Regions from separate parts of the Drosophila melanogaster genome. Here region 1 is linked to region 2. Evidence: chromatin contacts called from public targeted proximity ligation data. All regions are on one chromosome and are shown on one strand. The core of a region is the stretch at or near the end of the contact, and the rest is flanking DNA. Distances in the headings are between cores, read along the strand shown.

Region 1 (6,340 bases), core at 3,392-5,891, 270 kb before region 2:
CGGAAGCCATCGTCGCGTCCAATGTTGTCAATGGCCCGGATGATGGAGCGCAGCTTGTGGACATATTGCGGCGTGTTGCGGCAGTGCTCCAGCGAAGAGTCGGCCAGATTCGCGGGCTTGGCGTAGCCACGAATGCGCTGCTCCACACTGCGAAGTTTGGACTGCTGCTGCTTGAGGGTCTGCATCATTTGCGGCACGGACATGGCGGGTGTGGCGGCAGAGGGAGGAGCCTTGGCAAACAGCTCGTCCAGGGGAACCGCCTCGTAGTCCAGGGAGAAGAGATCAGGCGAAAAGGACAGCCTACCACTGTTGTTGCCGAAGCTATCGGACTCGAACTCCGTCTGATCCAGGTCGCTGGTCTTGATCGCCTGGTTGGCACTGATGCTGCTGTTGGGCCAGGAGTACTTGCTGCGACCCTCCAGGCCATTGCTGGCACCTGTCTGCAGACCCACCAGTATGCTGTAGCTGCTCTCGATGGAATACTTCTGGGTGGTGGGCCAGAACTCAGGCACGCTGCTGAACTCAATGTGGTCAACGCCGAAGCGCAACTCCGACTGCTCTCCGCTGAGGAAGGCAAACAGCCGCTCGATCTTCTCGCTGGACATCAGTTTTCCGCTGAAGGGCACTGCGAGATCTCCGCTGGCGAACCAATAGTGAGAGCAGCCCTTCACACTGGGTGGACGCTCGGGCAGCGACTGTCGGACGGAGTCGGAACTGGGAGCTCCGCGAATGAACTTGTGTCCGTCGATTCCGAAGGCCAGGTCACGAGTCTCCCAGCTTTTCTGGGTGAAGATTTCGTACAGCAGTCGCAGGCGCTCCGGGCTGTTCTTGAAGATTTCCAGGGAGACTGTGAAGTCCCCAGAGGTGATCCAGAACATTGAGTGCGCCTTGCCGGTCGGACTCTCATCCTGGGAGTTATCAATTTCAACAGTCGGGGCATTGGCGAAGAACTCCCGCTCACTGCACGGTGTGGAGGGTGAGCTGGAGGTGGCGTCCAGATCGAGCGGATGATCCTCCCGGATCACTTGCATGGCCAGGGAACTGCGACGAGGGCGCTCCTGGATGAGAATCGGACTGAACAGTTGTTGTTGCGCCGGACTGGAAGCATGGCGTCCCTTAACTGGCGTGGAAAAACCGGATGGCTTCGATTCCGTGGCTCCAAGCGAAGATCGGCGTATCGGACTGTTGTCCATCGGATCGTTCGAGCATGTCTCAAAGCCCTGATCCACGAAACTGTCCCGCATGGCCTGTACCAGGGATTGCCTTGGTGTCTGACTAGGAGACTGATCGCTGTCTGCATTCGGCGAGGGAGATGACATCACGGTGAGGGTGTATGCCGACTTGATCTTCCGGGGCGAGTTCAAGTGGCGCATCAGTGACTTATCCAACTCAATGAAACTTGGCTCGGGCATTGGAAGTGGGTTACAGATAGCACCGGACTTCTTCTTGGCCGCTCCTGATAGCGGAGGCTTGTAATCTGAATCGGAGTCCGTTGAGGTTATTGCAGTGGCCTCGACAATGGAGTTCTCCTTTTTCCATGTAAGAGTTCGGCGCATTTTCTTCTTGCGTGGCGGACGCTGGGGCTTGGCAAAATCAAATTCACCTGTCTGCAAGTCATCCTTGGGCGTCTCTGGCTGGGATTCGTCGCTGGTTATCTGTGATAGAAAATTAAGAACAATGAGTCAACATTCATGAATCCACTTATTAAAGATATCACTTACCTTGGGGAGTGTAGACAACCCGGATTCACTTTCCTCAGCCTCGGATTGCTTGCAGCTGGATGCACTGGAGGTAACTTGACTTAGACTGGGTCGTGGGGCTGGCACTGGCGGCGCCTGGCGCTTAATGCGTCGCGGAGTGACTTGAACGATGGGATCCTGAGCTGTATCCATCTCCTTCTTTTCCTCGACTTGTGTCTCCTTCTTGGACTCGTTATCTAGCTCTAATTTTGCGATGGCCTCCTCCAGAAGCCGCTCGACGGCGGACTTTTGGCTCACATCCTCCAGAGTAGCGGTGCTCGGCTCAAGTAGCGGTTGCTCCAGAAGATTACCCTCCTCGGTGGCTATCTCAATGGTCTGCTGACCGTCAGACACACTCGTAATGTCGAACTGGACACCGTTCTCCGAGCTGAGCCAGCTGTAGAACAGGGTTTCGAGGTGTTCGTTCTGAAAAAACATTTGGCTATCCGCACCGGTGCGCTCCTGTCGAGTGCGTCGGATTTTCTTTGGTGGCGCATAGGCCTCCGTTGGCATCATGGTGCGAATCGCGGCGAGGTTTCGCTTCTGGGATGGCTCTCGGGCATGTTCATCGCTCTGACGATCCAGGCATCGGCGGGGTCGTGGCTGTGGAGCTCTGCGCTCTGGACTTGGCTTGAGGATCACAGTCAGGGTGCTCACATGCAGCTGGGAGGTGCATGTCTCCGTTTTGCTCTCAGTCGTCTTGGGGGGAGAGACACCACCTGGTCGCGGTGGCGATCCCGGCTCCAGGATACATTTCGCTTCCAACTCCTGGGCGAGATGCTTAACACTGGCTTGTCGTTCAGCCACCACCTCCCCTCGTGCCACCTGTTTGTTTACCTTCTCCTTGAGATCTGCGGCATGTGCAGTGAACTTGGGGTGCTTGGCTGCCATGTCACCGATGAACTTGTTGAACAGCAGGGCTTTGTCCTTCACGCTCAACTCGCGGAAAACTTCCTCGGCCACCAGGCAGGGTCCTTGAACTGGGGACTCTAATGGCGACACCAGGCGGTTCTGTGCCTTAACCTCCGGCGACATCTCATTTTGCAGCTGAACATACTGTGGTTCCTCTGTACGTCGCATCACCTGGCTGATCTTGGAGTTAAACAGCTGGGCCATCTCCTTGACCTTCATGGGCAGCGACGCGGATACCTTTCTGGAAGCCTGATATGCAGAGCGTGGCGTCTCCATCTCCGGCAGCTGTTCGTATTTCTGCTTGAGCTCGCTGATCTTTAGGTGGCCACTACCCACTTTTGGCTTGGGCGGCGTGACCGGATCCGACTGGAGGGCCAACTTGGCAATTGTGCTGGCCACTTTACCCGTGTTACCCGCTGCCTTGGTGGTACCCAGTGTCTTTGTTGGCGTCACAGGTACCTCTTCGTCGAAGTACTTCATCAGATTCTCGATGCTGGACAAGTCCAGGTCGGTAACCTGCACTCGGCGCGGTGATGCAAACGAGTTTTGGTACTCCAGGGCGGTCAGGAAGCGATCATCATCCAGCGAGGAAATCTCGAAGAGTTCCTCCCTGGTCATCGTAGCTCGGAGCAGGCCACAGGCGGTGCTGGCATCTCCGTGGCGGCTGGAGCGACGACGTTCCTCGATCTCCGCGTTCAGCTGCAGTAGCTCGCTGAGATCATCACTGTTCATGGCTGCCGTGTCCACTACCATCTGGTTGTGCTTGGACTGGTTGTTCGGCGTGGAATTGCTTAGGACCATTTTGGTATTAGTTTGCTGTCTTGTTGTTGACGTTAGACGTTTCAGTTTGTAACTGTGGCTTTCTGGCATTTTGCTAATAGCTTATATACAATGATCAGGTAAAATATGGATTGGGTGCAGATTTTATTGCCCACCCACTGCCTCAGATTTTCCTTAATCCAACTAGCAGCGATCAGGTAAGATTAACAGCCGCAGCTGTCGGATCGATGGATTTTCCTCGCGCTAACCGATATTTAATTATTTTCGCGAACCTTTCCGCTATAAATATATATCCAGGTGACCTGAAACAAAGAAAACAGGTAGGTAATATTAGGGCTGTGCAATAGATGTAAAATGTAAGGTTCTGGAAAGAAGGGATAACCGAGGATTCACTCGAAAGACAGCTGACGGAAAGTCCTTAAAATTTAAATTCCAATTATTGCAGTAACTCAGCGAAATCAACTCCCAGCATCATCATTATACTGCAACCGAACGAATTTTCCGAGAAAAATGCGAATGTTAACAAGACCCAGGCGAATTGCAGCCACAATAAAAATCACACACTGAAAATTCTTCATCTGACTATTGCTGAAATTTGGAGCGAAAACGAACCGAATTCAGGACCCCAGGGATAAGCAGAACTTTGCTTGCAGTTTGCCACAAAGTGACTTTCACACCGACAGAGCCATAAAATGAAATCAGGGGCTGAGATTTGCGGATGCTCAGGTGGCAGAGCTGGAGCTGATGAGTTACAGAGCTACAATGATAAGTTCCATAATGGGATACATCTTTTAACTGCCTGATATTTAACGATTTTATCTTTAATTTTTGGTTTTAATGCGCTTTTTTACTTTTAGCAAAACGGAGTGCCTATTTTTTTATCACAAAGCTGAAGTTGTTTACATGGGAAGGGTATACTTTCCAAATATTCCAAATTTTCAAGACAAAAGCGTTCTCTAACCCTTTTTTGGGCTTTCTAAAACAGGCCGGCTATTTATATAAATTAGTTAACTTACTTTGTTAAGGATTTCCTTGTTGAACTATGATCTACTTTAGGCAACACAGTATTTAACACGCACAACTTCATAAACAAATTACAAATTAATTTTGTAAACAAAAGACCGCGAAAAAGCGTGGTTATTTGCGCCAAATAACATAGTACATTTACATCGATCTAAGGGCTCATTTGCCGGCTTTACGGAATATCACAGCTGATAATAAAGCCAATCACCACGAATTAAGAATCAGCTGATTGAATCAGCATCAAAGCTCAGTGCTTTTTAAACCGTAAACTAATCTAGACTTTAAATATCATCATGGGCTCAAGAAAATGATTAGAATGTCAATAACTTATATTCTAGGCAGACCAGTGAAGATATGAGAATTCGATGGCTATTAACGGCCAAAACGGCTTACAACTCAATGATACGATAAATTCAAACGGATTGCTCCCGTGGCCTGAATTCTATCAGACGTGCCTTTATTGGTATCTGAATATATTGCTATTTAAGCCAAAAGAGGCACACCAAAATCATTCAGATGGACAGTAGTTGGTCAGTTGGCAAATACCCCAAATGACAAACAAAGCAATCCCCGAAATACCATTCGACGGTGAAAAACATTTACAAACATTGTGGTCGCCAACAGCAGCGGCAAAAATTTAGTGGGTGCTTTATGATAAACTCATGTGGCTGGCGTTCCATATCCAACTGGAATGGACGGGGACGCAGTGGTTCCACTTGCTAAGTAGCCACCGCTTCTGTCGGCGACACCGGAACGCGAATATTTGGTTTCAGATTTTGGGCACTCAATGCAGGGCCATGCAATTTTGAAAATCTGAGCGGCGGCATGTACCCCGCTTTATCAGTGCGGGTTAATTAGACACTACCAGTTCTGTAATGTTGGCAATTATTTCATTGCCGCAAAATCCGTTTACTCGCATAACATGCCCACAATCGGTCTGAATGACGATGCGCGACTTGTAATTTCATCAGCCCTATCAGTCCGTCCGTCCGTCTGTCAGTCTGTCTGTCTGTCTGTCTTCCAGTGCGCCACCTTCGCTGGCAAATCAATCAATTCCGCACAGACCCACATACATACATACATACTTACTCCGCCGAGCGAGCGCACGTGACATGGAACCCCGAGTGGCGGGCAAGACCGCCGGAATCCGGGGGTCAAGGAACGAACCTCAGCCGAGCCGAGTGGAGCACCGCCGTGGCGATCAGAAGCAGCGAGTTTGTTGCTGGCTTCCGACTAACACCACACCATTCGCAATTCGCTGCTCCGATTGCGTCACTCGGCTTTCCGCGTTCCGCTGGCCAAGCGGTTTATTTTAAAACTAATTATAAGCCAGCCCAAATATAATGCACAGCCGCTTTGAATTACATGAATGAATGAAATTCAGCACTGATAAGCCGTTCGACGGAAAGAGGAACTGCTGGCCATATCGCAATAGCCCACACTCAGCATAATGTAGCCGCGTTGGATGAGCTCTGGAATTCAGACTGCTAAAGATGTGTTTATCCTTTACATTTTGCTGACTCACAAGAAACTAGAAAATAATCTGAAACATACCAAATTGGAACCGCAGAATATTGATTTAGATGACTGAGCCCCACACCCCATTTCACATGAGTAGCTCGAGTGTCTCGAGGCATACGTTCTTTATCGCAGAATCAATTCAAGTTTCCCGTTTCTAGTCCATTTGTGGGGCAAAGACAAACGTACGGTCGCCCATTCATCGGAAACAACCACGATTTGGGGCTGACCGCTGTTTGACACGCGGCTCACGCGCTATCATCCCGGCAGGTTGTTAATGGCCCATTAATGCGGTTGCCAGGCGAAACCGACCGCTTGCCACGCGCCTTCAAGACCCACGCGGCGTATGAGCGATTTGCGCGACGACC
Region 2 (7,030 bases), core at 668-3,167:
AAAGTACACAAAGTTCAACCCGAAATACAAATGCAGTGAAGGAACGTGCAAACATGGTGTGCGAGTTGTAGACCCTCTTCTAGTTCCCGAGTTGTTCGAATCATTATGTATTCCTGTCATGTGCCTCCGAAACATGTCATAGTCTCAGCAGTCTCCCCGGCTGAAAACTCACTAACAACTTGGGTTTCTGTATTTTGCAACGATATTTGCTATTTGAACTAAATAAGACAAAATGAGACGGTTCTGAAAATCTAACGGAAAAATCAATACCGGACGACTCCTGTACTGAATATAATAAGTTTCGAATCAGTTGAGTAAGAATATAATAACATGTAATAAAAGAACAGGTTTTTTTTTATATAAATAAATTTAACTTATTTTTAATACAATAAATGGTATTTGCAAAAGCTGTTAAATTCATAAAAAGTACAATAAAACAATACTGCTGACCAAAACAAAATAAAATATAATCCTTAGCAGATAAATAAAACTTACCTTCAGTATCAACAGTGTTGTTCACCATTTTAAAATTCTGTTGTTTCGGACTCGAAAGAAATTAAAAATGTTACAGAAACTAAATGGGGTATCACAACTAAAGCTCTGCAAAAAAGAAACAAAAAAAATAAAACCAGATATACAAATTAATAATCGCGCACTTTAAAGCTAAAAAATAAGGGTTTTTTGCTTAATTAAACGCCATTTTTTTATAAAATATAATTAAACAATATTTATTTTACTTATAAATCAAAAAATAAATTAAATATAATTTATAAAAATAATTCGCTTTAAGCACGTTTGATTAGCAAAATTTCACAAGCAAAGTCAACAAATTTCATTAGAAGCGTTGTAAAAAGCAATGCAAAGCCAAAAATAACGGAAAAATCGAGTTCGTTCTAAGAAAAAGAACAAAACAAAGTAGGAAAACAAAATATGTAAAGAGTTTCTTGACAGTCTCAAAAGTGTGTAAACTTGGATTTTGTTGTTTATTTTCTTGTATATTTAATATTTTTAATTTTTTTTTTGATTTATAAGTAAAATAAATATTGTTTAATTATATTTTATAAAAAAATTGCGTTTAATTAAGCAAAAAACCCTTAATTTTTAGCTTTAAAGTCAAAAATTCAACTTATTTCACAGTGTGTAAACAGTTTCTTGACAAACTGTATGTACTTTTGCTAAAGTCAAATGGGCAGGATATTTGAAAATATACCCGTTGCGTTTTGCACAACTTTGTGAAGCGAAATATGTATGTATGTTTGTATATTGCTGCCATATTTAAATGATAATATATAAAAATTAAATCATTTTAAATGATCAAATCAAAAATGATCATTGAAACTACACACACACATAAACATGTATGTATGTCTTTAAGTTCGCCGCAACTAAAGCGTTAAATACCTAAATATTCATGTACGTTGAGGTGAGTATAGATATGCATATTAAAGAAATTTAGATAGTCGCTGACAGCACTTTCAACTCCGTTAGGGCATTCAAATTACATTCAAGTACATACTTTATGTGTGTATCATATGTACAATGTACCACCACACAAAGTTCATATAATGCGTACATACACACTGATCTGCACTTTGTTACGGGAAAAAGAAGAGGTACAAAGCGCGAGGGAAAAGCAACAAAAGAGCTCTGCGCAAGTTGCTGTTGGTGCAATTGCGCAGTGGCGAAAAAAGGGATCTTGCACTGGATCAAACCAGATTGCACTCGAGGTTCAGAGGCCACTCACCTGTAGATTGCTTTCCAATGAAATAAGTTAGCACATGTACAGTTAATAATAGCATTCAAATAACGATAGACACACTGGACACTTTTGAATTGTTAACAGTTAAAATACGGTGCGAGAACTTCGGCAGTTGTTTTTTACAGTTGTGATCGCGTCGGCGAAAATTAAGCGAATGAGCAAGGAAGAAACAGAAAGCAGAGAAGAAAACGAAAGCAGCGACGCGGCGTCGCGATCGGTGAGCACCAGCTGGGCTTTGTTGTTGTTGCTGACCTGGAAGCTGTGCGAGTGGAAAAGAGATGGCGCCAGTGCGTCTTTTGTTTGTTTTCTTTTGTCGGTTATAATTCAAATGACAATTTTGAATTTATTATGTACGCCCAAAAAAGTCTGTTGAATCCCAAAAGTAAGATCCTAAACTTTTCAAATAAATACGAATGAGTGTTGTGACACTTCAAAAGAAACACAAGGACAACGAACTTGATTATGTCTTCCTTTTTGAAGCTTTTTATTCATTTAATAATTATAAATAATATACATACATACGTACATCCACTTGAATCAGGTTAACAATATTGACATATCACTTAAGCCACCTTGACTTCGATAAAAGTGAAATTTGATCAAAGTGCCGGAAAAACTTGTTCACGCACTATGAAAATAATTATAACAAAACTAGTTTAGGTGCGTAGACAGTAGACAGTTTTCACTTTAACGCCCATTTAAATTTAAATACAGCCTATACGATCTATGGCAAAATTGATGAGAAATTTAATTGAAATCTGATAAAGTTATCAACGCAGAGTTGACAAAAGTCAGAAAATAGCAATAAGAAACACCTAATAGAGAATTTAAGATGCTGCAGATTTGAACAATAACTCGTTCAACACGTTTCACACCTTTGTCTGATATATGTACATACATAAATAACTCCCACGTAAAGGAGTATATAAATATGACTTCGGAGTCCCCTTTGTGCCGCCCACCAGCGATTGAAGGTCATTTTGTCACAACAAAGAACCAGGAAGACCACTGCTGAGCTCCACCGCATTAATGACAATCCTGAAATATTATAATTTCTTATTTCACTTGGAAAAAAGAATTCCTTTTTCAAGTTGTTGCAGGGGAGAAATTTGTCTACTTTCTTTTTAATAAAATTTTATTACAAGTACAATTAAGCCTATCTCGTTCTTAAAGGTAGGTACCAGTAGGTACTGGTTATGAGGTGGATCATTGAACATTTCAAACAGGGTACATGGTATATTGTACCTTAAGGTACAAGGTAAAGAAGACAAGCCACGTTATGCAGCGTACTGGGTGCAATATACGCGTTGCAAAATAAATATCGCAATATACTTGAATTCTTATGTATATAAAAATGGTTAACAATTATGTACTTAAAAACATTAAGCTTATTGCGATAATTTTTAAAGTTACCTATCGATTAGAGAACAGCTGTGAATATTTTGATATTTCCAGCTGTTAACATTGCAGCCCATCAGCTGTTTGCTCACGTCACCAGTCTGGCAGCCCTGTTCATCAGCTGAAGACAGCTGACTGCTATGGCACCAATCACCAATCTGCCTATCGATGTATCGATACCTCGCCCTGCCACCGCTATTCAGTGTACGTGGATTTTTAAGACAACTTTCTCAGTCCAAAACACAATAAGAAAATAGTTCCCATGATTAACGTCCACTGAATCGACCCACAATTCCCAGTCAGTTAACAGCCGGAGTGTGCCAGCGGTAGACCCAATTAGATGTGCCTGCCCCGCGGCCAGAGCTGATAAACTCGAGTCAATCACTCAGCCCCAATCCCTCCGCCCCCAGCGTCCGGTCGATTGTGATATATTATTGATAATGGCCCACACCCGCCGTCCCAGCGACGGCCTGCTGGCCCGCGTGAACTTCCCGCTGTACGCCGTGGACATGCTAACCAGCCGCCACATTCTGGTAGCCGGAGGCGGTGGCTCCAGCAAAACGGGAGTGGCGAACGGCTTTGTATGAACTCAGCTCGCTCCGCCGCATTCTTGTGATGTTTCTAATCGACGATTGATCTTTCCAGGAGATCTATGAGCTGTACCACAACGGCAGCCACTTCTGCGCGGAGGAGGTTTTGCGCCATGAGACCGGCGCCAATGTGGTGATGAACTTCGCGGTGCGCAATGGCGGCCGGAGGGGCTATCTGTGCGCCGGCCAGGAGGCGCACTGTCAGATGTACTACGTCCAGCCGCGCGTTCAATCCGAAGAGGATGGGAATGGAAACGGTGTGGGCGTCGGGGACGGCAAGCCTGCTCCGGAGGAACGGCCGCACGAGAACGGCAACGTGCGCCAGCGAAACGCACACTCGGGCGTGGAGCCAGTGGCCAACGGGCACAGGCCACCCCTTTCCACCGCCGACATATTGCGTCAGTTTCGGCGACTGCATTTCGACATCCAGGCGGCGGATGTGATCCAGACGGACTTCCTCAAGGGCGCCGAGCCCCTGCAGCGCGTGGTGCGCATCAGCGGTAATGGCCGTCTGATGGCCACTGGCGGCACGGACGGAAAACTGCGCGTCTGGACGTTCCCCCAGATGACGCTGGCCGCCGAGCTGGCGGCACACAGCAAGGAGATCGATGACCTGGACTTCAGTCCCGACAGCAAGCTAATTGCCAGCATCTCCAAGGATGCACAGGGCTTGGTGTGGGACCTGGCCAGCGGCCAGCTGCAACACAAGCTGCAGTGGAAAACGCCCGAGGGGGCCAAGTACCTGTTCAAACGGTGCCGCTACGGAACCGTGGAGGCGCAAAAGGATAACTACCGCCTCTTTACCATTGCCAATCCGCTGGGCAAGGTGGGAAAGCAGCGTGGCTTCCTGCAGCACTGGGACTGTGCCAGCGGGCAACTGCGTCAGGCTGTGGCCATTGACGAAAGCCTCTCGTCACTGGCAGTGCGGGATGATGGTCGATTCGTGGCCGTCGGCACGATGTTCTCAGGCAGCGTATCCATGTACATTGCATTCAGTCTGCAGGTGAGCAGAGGCAACTAATCAAAGTGTACGTTAATAGTCTTAACTCCAATTCTTTGCTTACGTTTTGCAGCGCGTGCTCCACATTCCCCATGCACACTCCATGTTCGTAACTGGCCTCCAGTTCCTGCCTATTACCAACGAGGAGGGACCGCCCATTTCCAGCGACACGGAGGCAGCCGTTCTGTCCATTTCGGTGGACAACAAAGTCTGCATCCACAGTCTGTCCCAAAGACGTAAGCAATAAAATTGGTGTAAAATTGGAAATTATCTCACTGCCAACTTCTTTTTAGGTACAATCCCCGCCTGGATTGCCATCGTCTTTCTGATTGTCATGATTTTCGCCGTGTTCGTGCTGTGCTCCTACATTGGCATCTGATGCTCAATGGCCAGAAGAGAGTTATTCGATTTGCATTATTAGTTTGTAAACAGGGTTTAGTTTTCTGCAATAAGCCACAACTCCTCCCCCCCCCAGCACTCCCAGCGTCGTCCCACCCCTCCTCCATCATGTTAATTAGTTTAAGTGCATAGTTTGTGCCGGCTGCCTTATCTCTTATACTAATTGCAATGTTTGCTTAGTTGTATCATAATTTGTTTATCTCTCTAGCCACCGCAAACGAAGCCTTGCTCGTTTGGCAGCTTTGCCCGTTGTACATGATTTTTAAAATTTAATTAATATTTCATTTATACAAAGGCAGACAGGAAAACTGACTGCGTCTAGTTGAAGCAGTCAAATGAATTGTAAAACCATTTTTATAATCAAAATGTTAGCTAATCGAACTGTGGTGGGTTTAGCACACCATTCGTATAGTCACAAGTGAATGATATATAAAAATGCATTCAGTAATGAAATTTCGATGTTTTATTCGCATTCAATGAGGTGGCAAACATGGTAAAATATTCCAACGAGGGTTATTAACCTCCAACATTGGTGCATCTACATTTTCATCACCGAATTGGATCGAGTTACTTCATCTGCGATTTCTCAAGCGAAATGGGTAAGTTTTTTAAATTAAAACGCCCCATTAAAATACACATACACCGAATTGGTTTATTTCACGCTTGTTTATTGATTTTCAGATTTCATTTGCGTTTTTTCATGCAATATTTGATTTTAGAATTTAAATCTATGTATTAACTCTGCGTTTACAAAAACTATGCTGACGCTCTTAATTATATTTGTTATCTTCTGGTTTGAAAATGTATATAAACGTAGTTATGCTTGCTTTCTTCTTGTTTATCAGTTCAATATTCTCCGTGTGTAAAATTAAAGTTACCGATCCTTTTTCCTCAGTTTTCCCTTATTTAGTGTATAAAATGCATATAAAATGATGGGTACATGATGTCAAAGATGCCGTTGACACTAATCGTGGAGGGGAAGGAAGAAGTTTGGCGAGCAGAGTTCATAATAAATAAGTATTATATGTATTTTATAAATATTAAGCGCCAATATGGCCATGGTTTTTCGTTCTCATTAATATGTGTATATATGTAGTTATGCGCGTAACTTATTATTGTGTACGGTTTGGATTTGGGTTTGGGTTTGGGTTTGGGCGTCGTTAAGTGATCTTTTATATATAATTAACTTAGTTATATGCTAATGCTTAATACGCATAATGCCAATTGCTGCAATTTGACTAAGTGGACAACACAGGAAAACAAACTATACCTACATTGTATATGCCAAACTAAAATGAAATTTTGCAATATGGGTGAAACTATTTTCAAATCAAACATTCAACAAAACTCGGATCAAGCCAATAAAACGTAATAGGAGGTAATATTAATTTTAAAACAAATTTTTCCCTTTTTTAATACTTTTGGCATTTTCATTTTCGCTGCTGGAAAACTATCTCACTGCCATATCCATACGTTTCTATGCTTTCTTTTTCCAGGCCTAACCCCGAACCTCAGAGAAAAAACTTAGGCTAATTTCAGTTAGAATTTGTTTGGACAGTCTTAATGCTGATTGGGGATCGGCCTTGGACCCCTAGGAGGCCTTGGCGAACTGAATGACCGAGCTCATTCGCATCACCTTGGACCCGGGTCCATCCCCGGCGCCAACGGAAGCGGCACCACCGGCGGCGGAGGTGCCATCTCCGCTAGCCTTCTCCGAATCCACCTGACCGTCGTCGCCCTTGTTCATGTAGTGCTTGCGCTTGCGCAACGGCAGCGTCATCACGTTCCGGTCGGCCATCATCAGGGAGTCGCTCTCCGGCGAGGAGCTACGTTCCGGCGACTCCGTGCTGGAACGCAGGCCGATGGCCGCCTCCACGCGTCGCA

What was found.
Region 1: a targeted proximity ligation map of the Kc167 cell line shows a contact between it and region 2, with 6 times the contacts expected there. A contact is called at or near these places in 3 of 107 Hi-C or Micro-C datasets (embryo and gastrula embryo) and 1 of 7 datasets of targeted methods (the Kc167 cell line).

What each region holds. Positions count from the first base shown.
Region 1 is chr2L:6,370,689-6,377,028 of dm6, reverse strand. slam (slow as molasses) reads right to left here and starts at 4,641. Exons shown (of 3, transcript NM_135176.3): 1 at 4,448-4,641; 2 at 1,722-3,733; 3 at 1-1,655. The coding sequence starts at 3,452.
Region 2 is chr2L:6,095,264-6,102,293 of dm6, reverse strand. It overlaps stai (stathmin), which reads right to left and starts at 1,917. Exons shown (of 7, transcript NM_164682.3): 1 at 1,745-1,917; 2 at 496-600. The coding sequence starts at 523. Kr-h1 (Kruppel homolog 1) reads right to left here. Exons shown (of 4, transcript NM_058119.5): 4 at 5,796-7,030. The coding sequence ends at 6,738. CG45075 reads right to left here. Exons shown (of 4, transcript NM_001298735.1): 4 at 5,796-7,030. CG9175 reads left to right here and starts at 3,328. Exons shown (of 5, transcript NM_164681.3): 1 at 3,328-3,361; 2 at 3,457-3,738; 3 at 3,803-4,750; 4 at 4,821-4,983; 5 at 5,041-5,596. The coding sequence starts at 3,598. The coding sequence ends at 5,126.